Linked DNA regions of Sus scrofa: region 1 is linked to region 2. A link is a contact called in public HiChIP or PLAC-seq data. All regions are on one chromosome and are shown on one strand. Each heading gives the region's core, a stretch centred on a gene start, on an enhancer-like site or on the middle of the called end of the contact. The rest is flanking DNA. Distances are from core to core; before and after follow the strand shown.

Region 1 (3,186 bases), core at 214-2,713, 300 kb before region 2:
TCGTGTGCAGCGGTCACGTCCGAGAGAGGTCAGCGAGCACGAGATGACGCCCACGGGTCAGTGGACAGGCTGCGTGTCCCGCGCCAAGCCTCAGAGGGGGTGGGAGGAGAGGCTGGCGCTTTGAGCCAGAAACCAGCAGGTCTTAGGTCAGATTCAGGTTCTGGATTCAAACCCGCACCAAGGGCATTCCCAGCGTCTATCAGAACCGGGTTTGGTTTCAGTTGGGACAGATGGAGGGTTGTTTTGTCTGTTGAAACTGTTTGTAGTTTTTTTCCTTTCGTTCTCTCTCATTCCATTTCTGCCTTAATTTTGGCTCCGTGGCGGGGAGGCAAGCCCAAACCAACACTTTGTCATCGCTGTAGTGGTCGCGTTGTGCCCCCGGGGCCAGTGACGTGCCATTGGGGTGGGCTCTGAGCCAGACTCCTGCCCGGCACCCCGCCTGCCCACCTGCCCCATTTCCCTTGCCCTCGCGGTAGAGCCTGCGGCCTGCCAACCAGTTAAACCTTCTTCAGCTCCTCTCTCGATCATCCGTCTTTCCAAAGAAGAGAGAGGGACATACTTTGAAGTCTGTACTTGAAAACCGTCTGAAGGTGTTTTCTCCCCACTCCCCAGGTGAAGCACTGAGACTCTTCCACCCCCCCGGCCCCCGCCCCCCGCCCCCGGTCCGCTGCCGTGTGTTTAGGAGGCCCCAGACCTTCACGGTGTCTTCGAGGCCCGACCCCTGGGTTTCCTTTGGGGTTTCCTTCCTTCGTTTGGAGTTGGGTTTTGCTTTTCTGTGTTTTCTATGTATCTTGTTCAATGTGTCGAGGTGGAGCTTCACTGCAGCAGGAGCAGAGCAGAGTGTACATTCTGATTTGCTACGTTTATATATATCTTGAAGCTAAATGTATATATGAGTAGTTTGCCATGAGATAACACAGTGTAAACAGTAGACACCCAGAAATTGTGACTTCTGTGTTCTCTCCATTTGAGTATTTTGTAATTTTTTTGAAATATTTGTGGACATAAATAAAATGAAGCTACACTACAAGGAGCTGAGTGCTTTCCTGTGGACTCTGTCTCCCTTCTGGGGGAGGGGGTGGGGGTGGGGAGAGTAGTATCCTTACCTGGGCTGGGGGAGGGGGTGGGGGTGGGGAAGGGGTATCCCTACCTGGGCTGGGGCCAGCACACTGTCTACCTTCCAGAGCAGGGTCTGGGGAGAGGGTTTCCCTAGACCTGCACTTGCTCTCAGGACCTGCAATGGCTCCCCAGGCAGCAGAATGGGCCCTGGGGGAGCTGGTGGCACTGGGGCCAGAAACACCCTCCCAGGGGTTTGGGCTTGTGGCCCCTCTGCGCGGGTTGGGTCTGAGCCGCCAACCAGTTCAGCGGCCTCCTGCTCCCCTGCCTTGTCCCCTCCCCAGCCCCTCTGCAGGAATCTTCCCACTGACTGTGCACCAGGTGCCCTGCAGGGTGTGGATGTGGCCACGAGGGGGCAGCAGTCACCAGGGTGGGTGCGGGCTGTGGTTTCAGGCTGAAGCTTCAGGACAGTCCCTGGAACGCACACGCTCCCCTTTTGTCCGGGGAAAGGGCCGTGGGTCTCCAGACGTTTTCAGAGATGGCGCAAGAGCAACCCAGAGCCCTTCTTATTGGTAAACTGCCCTCAGGCTGGGTGGGGTCTGCCTTGGGGGACAGCTCGCGGTGGGAACTACCCAATCTAGGCACGAGAAGGCTCTGCCGGCCAGAAGGACCCAAGTGGTGTACGCTGCAGTGGCCCTGGGAACCCTGCTGGCTGTTGGGTGGCTGGGGACCAAAGGAGGGGCCTGCAGATGCCGTGGGAGGCACGCCTGACTTGTCCCGGCTCACGGGTGAGGAGGGGGCGGGAGGCAGCAAAGGGCTGAGTGGGTGGAATCCAGTCTCTGCTGGTACCTGTCTAGACCGAGCTCTTCATGAAACTGCGGTTTTTATAGGCATAGGTTCACGCAGTAGACCTTTCAAGGCTGAATGATGGGATGTAAATTCTCATAGGTTGATGCCGCAGAGCAGAGCTGCACAGGTTGTAATAGTTTGTCAGCTGTGGACCACTGTGGCTCTGTGGCCATTGTCCCCAGCCTGCCGTGCCCCCAAGGCGGGGTCCCTGCTGCGACGGACAGACCTGGATTGAGCTGGGGAAAGGGGCAGCTGCCTCATAGCTGGGCCCCAGCCGGGGTCTCGGCTCCGCTGCTCTCCAGGTGAACCGACCCAGGTGCCCCTCTCCCCGTGGTGCTGTGTGTGGTCCTCAGCCCGGGCATGCTGGCTCCACTGCTGTGGGGACCCGGAAAATGGCACGTGCAGGGCCGGGTGTGCAGCCACCACACGACTTTGTGGTACCCAGTACATTCCCGGTGAGCAGGGCAAGGCGGCCCCCCAGGGAAATCAAGGTCACTTATCCATGGGGTAAGGACGCACAGCAGAGATTGGCCGTGACTTTCCAGGTACACATCGAATTCTAGGACCTCCCAGCCCATGTGTGGGCACGTGATGCTCAGGCCCCTCCTCCCAGCCGGCAGCCCTCTGCCAACCTCAGACCTTAACTCCAGGTGGTGCCCACTCAGGGTCAGGCCTCCCCCGGGGCTCACCACCCCTACACCCGCTGGGTTATCCGGCCTCCATTGTCAGCCCTGGGGGGCCTCGTTATCCAGATGTCCTCTCTCTGTGTCCTCCCTGGGTTCCCAGCTGCCCCAGCGAGCATCTTCGTAATTGTCTCCTGGCGTGACAGGGGGCCGAGCTGCGGAAGCTGCCTCTGCAGCCCCCTGACCTGGCTCTGTGCCCTCGTGGACACCCGCTCCCCCACCCCGGACCCTCGGTAGCCAACCAGGCTCTGGCCTTGGCAGGCACCTACCATGCAGAGGGGTCCCTGGTGTGAATGTGCTGCTGGGAAGCAGGCACGGATGAGCAGGTGGAGGGGGTCTCGCCCGGTTGGGGAGCTGGACCGGCCGCTGTGGCTCCTGGAAGGACCCCTCCCTCCCCCTCTAGTTTCTCCTAGTCCTCCCCCCACAGCTGTGGCTCCTCCAGGATCTCACAGCCCCTCTGGCTCCAGTCCTGCTTCCCACTATTCATAGAGGTTTGGGCGAGGAGGGGGCGTCTGCTTTACAGTGACCTCTGGTGAACCCCGAGGGTGTGGACAGCCAGCCTGGTCAATGGGATTAAAGATATAGCACTTGAAGTCAC
Region 2 (2,803 bases), core at 267-2,766:
TATATATATATATATGTTACATAACACAAAAACAAGGTATTATGGAAAAACTCCAAGGAACAGATTTAGAATCTGAGGAGAGAGGAATACAGGGGCTTAAAAGAAATGGTTAAAACAGAAGAGGAGTTCCCTTGAGGCTAAGGAGCCAGTGCTGTCGCTGCAGCAGCTTGGGTCACGGCTGTGGCGTGGATTTGATGCCTGGCCCAGGAAGTTCTGCATACTGAGGATAGGGCCAAAGAAACCCCCATAAAATGTGATGGAAGAAAATGGCCCAGACCTGAAGACAGACAGAGATCTCCATGAGGACAGGGGCCTGAGATGTCAAGTGATTCACTTGGAAATAAGACATACCTACAGATGGCTAAAAAACCCATGAAAAGATACATGGCTAATTATTAGAGACATGCAAATCCAAACTACAGCGAGGTATTCCCCTGCACCAGTCAGCATGGACACCATAACATATTCGGGTTAACATATACACACGCGCTACTACATGTAAACTAGATAATCAATAAGAACCCACTCTCTACAGCAGTCACCTCTACTCAATATTCCGTAATGACGCCTGTGGGGAAAGCCTCTGACAAAGAACAAGCGTGTGAATATGCACAGCGGAATCACCCTGCTGTGCATCTGAAACCAATACGACGTTGCAAATCAACTAACTCCAATGCAAAGGAAAATAACTATTTTTGGAGCTCCCGTCGTGGCTCAGTGGTTGGCGAATCCAACTGGGAGCCGTGAGGTTGTGGGTTCGGTCTCTGGCCTTGCTCAGTGGGTTGAGGATCCGGCGTTGCCGTGAGCTGTGGTGTGGGTTGCAGATGTGGCTGGGATCCCGTGTTGCTGTGGCTCTGGCGTAAGCGGGTGGCTGCAGTTCCGATTCCACCCCTAGCCTGGGAACCTCCATGTGCCACAGGAATGGCCCAAGAAAATGGCAAAAAAAAAAGAGATAAAAATAAATAAATAAATGACTTTTTTAAAAAAGACACACCCAGACACATTTCCCCAAACTTCAGAATACCCATGGAGGTGCAGGTTCGATACCCAGCCGGGGCTGGTGGGTGGCGTATCCAGCATGGCAGAAATGGCTGTGTAGGTGGCAGCAGCAGCTTGGATTCAGTCCCTCGTCCAGAACATCTGTGTGCCCCAGGTGCAGCCATAAAAAAAGACAACGAAAAGAATCCTTCCCAAAGGAAAACACGCAGAAAGGTACCTACAAAGACATAAGACTTAAGTGGGCCCCAACCACACAGGAGGCTGGAAGGAAGTGGAGCAATATCATTACAGTTCTAAGAAAAACATGACTTTGAACTCAGAGGCCTGTGCTTAGCCAAATTAGCCTTGAAGTGAAAGGTCAGAATGAAATATTTGGGGAAGCCTGTCACTGTCGGATGTGCCCTCTGAAGGGATTTCTCAAGGATTGCGACATAGCAAGACACAAGGATCCAAGCAGGAGGAAGTTCTGGTTTCCAAGGGGTACGAACAGCAGCCATTACCACTCAGAGTCAAGTTTAAATAATATGTATGCATTTTTATGCGTCACTGGAACAGTAATAATAACAGAGAACGAAGATCCCGGATTAATTCAAAGAGAAAGAGAATGAGGAAGGAAGGAAGTGGATGTTGACTAAGTCTCTGTCCTTTTGGAGGAGAGGATAGAGGTGATTCATTCTGGAGGTGATTGCGTCCTATTAAGTGTACATTCAAAATCTCGAAGATAAATTCTGCTTCGGGTAACAGCACAGAAGATTGTGCCAGATTAATCATCCTGCCTGTGGCAATTAGAAACTCAGGAAAGGAGTTCCCATGGTGGCTCAGTGAGTTAAGAACCTGACTAGTATCTGTGAGGACTTGGGTTTGATCCGTGGCCTCACGCAGTGGGTTAAGGATCTGGTGTTGCTGAGCGTGTCATGTAGGTCACAGAAGCAGCTTGGATCTGGCGTTGCTGTGGCTGTGCTGTAGGTTGGCAGCTACAGCTCCTATTTGACTCCCAGCCTGGGAACTTCCACATGCAGTGGGTGTGGCCCTCAAAAGAGAAGGAAAAAAAAAAAAAAAAAAAACTCAGGAAAAATATTAAAAAAACTTCTATGTGAAGTGCTGGAGAGCAACCTTCTCTGGAAGGAAGGAAAATAGGGGCGACCCACGAATCACCAGCTTTCCCCTGAGAATGGATGCTCCTTAACCCTCTCGGCACACAAGAAATAGGGTTCGAACAGAAAGCAGCTGTCTTGTGGAGCTGAAAAGTCAGAAGTTGGATTTCAGGGCTGTCAGAGTGGCTGGGAGGTGAGGGAGGGCAGATCCTGAAAGGAGGAAGCCCCCCAAATCTGTGTACAAACACCCCTTCAATCCTCAGCTGACTCCTAAACTGGGTGTGTCCAGGTGTCATCTCCCAGGAGCTGTCACTCCTGAAAGTGACAAGTGGAAGAGCAAAGGACTGAGCAAAGATTTGAGCAGCTGCCCAGCTGTGGACAGAGTTTGGAATTCAAGTCCAGTCAAGTTCAAGGTGCTTGGTAAACCCCTGGGGCTTTCTACTAAAACCCCAGAAGGGCTACATTTCAGAAGCAAGGCCCACATCCCAGGCTGAGGGCAAAAACTGAAATAAACCTACTCTAAAAAGCCTAGAACTGAGCCACCACAGAATCAAAGTTACCTGCCAGTAATTTAACTGCCTTCTAGAACCAAGTTCATCACTTTTCAGGGGAAGATGACAGAGTCCATTGTGCTAGAGTCTATCAAACATAATGTTCAGCATAGGATCAAAATTTACAAGACGTGCAAAGAAGCAGGAGAGGCATCCCAT

The links. HiChIP or PLAC-seq counts read pairs in DNA pulled down with a chosen protein or histone mark.
Region 1: a contact with region 2 is called in an H3K27ac HiChIP or PLAC-seq map of alveolar macrophages. The contact joins two enhancer-like sites. A contact is called at or near these places in 4 of 47 Hi-C or Micro-C datasets (embryonic fibroblasts, liver and skeletal muscle) and 1 of 2 datasets of contacts at active chromatin or transcription factors (alveolar macrophages).

What each region holds. Positions count from the first base shown.
Region 1 is chr6:68,952,613-68,955,798 of Sscrofa11.1, reverse strand. RERE (arginine-glutamic acid dipeptide repeats protein) reads left to right here. Exons shown (of 24, transcript XM_021095277.1): 24 at 1-1,033. Among named protein-coding and RNA genes, the nearest start is that of SLC45A1, 20 kb to the right of the region's middle. Within about 2 kb of position 1,463, at least 5 of the 83 cell types and tissues checked have an H3K27ac peak or open chromatin away from gene starts, as enhancers often do. A contact at or near this core is called in alveolar macrophages, where this site is marked.
Region 2 is chr6:68,655,129-68,657,931 of Sscrofa11.1, reverse strand. No RefSeq gene overlaps it. Among named protein-coding and RNA genes, the nearest start is that of TRNAE-UUC, 25 kb to the right of the region's middle. Within about 2 kb of position 1,516, at least 6 of the 83 cell types and tissues checked have an H3K27ac peak or open chromatin away from gene starts, as enhancers often do. A contact at or near this core is called in alveolar macrophages, where this site is marked.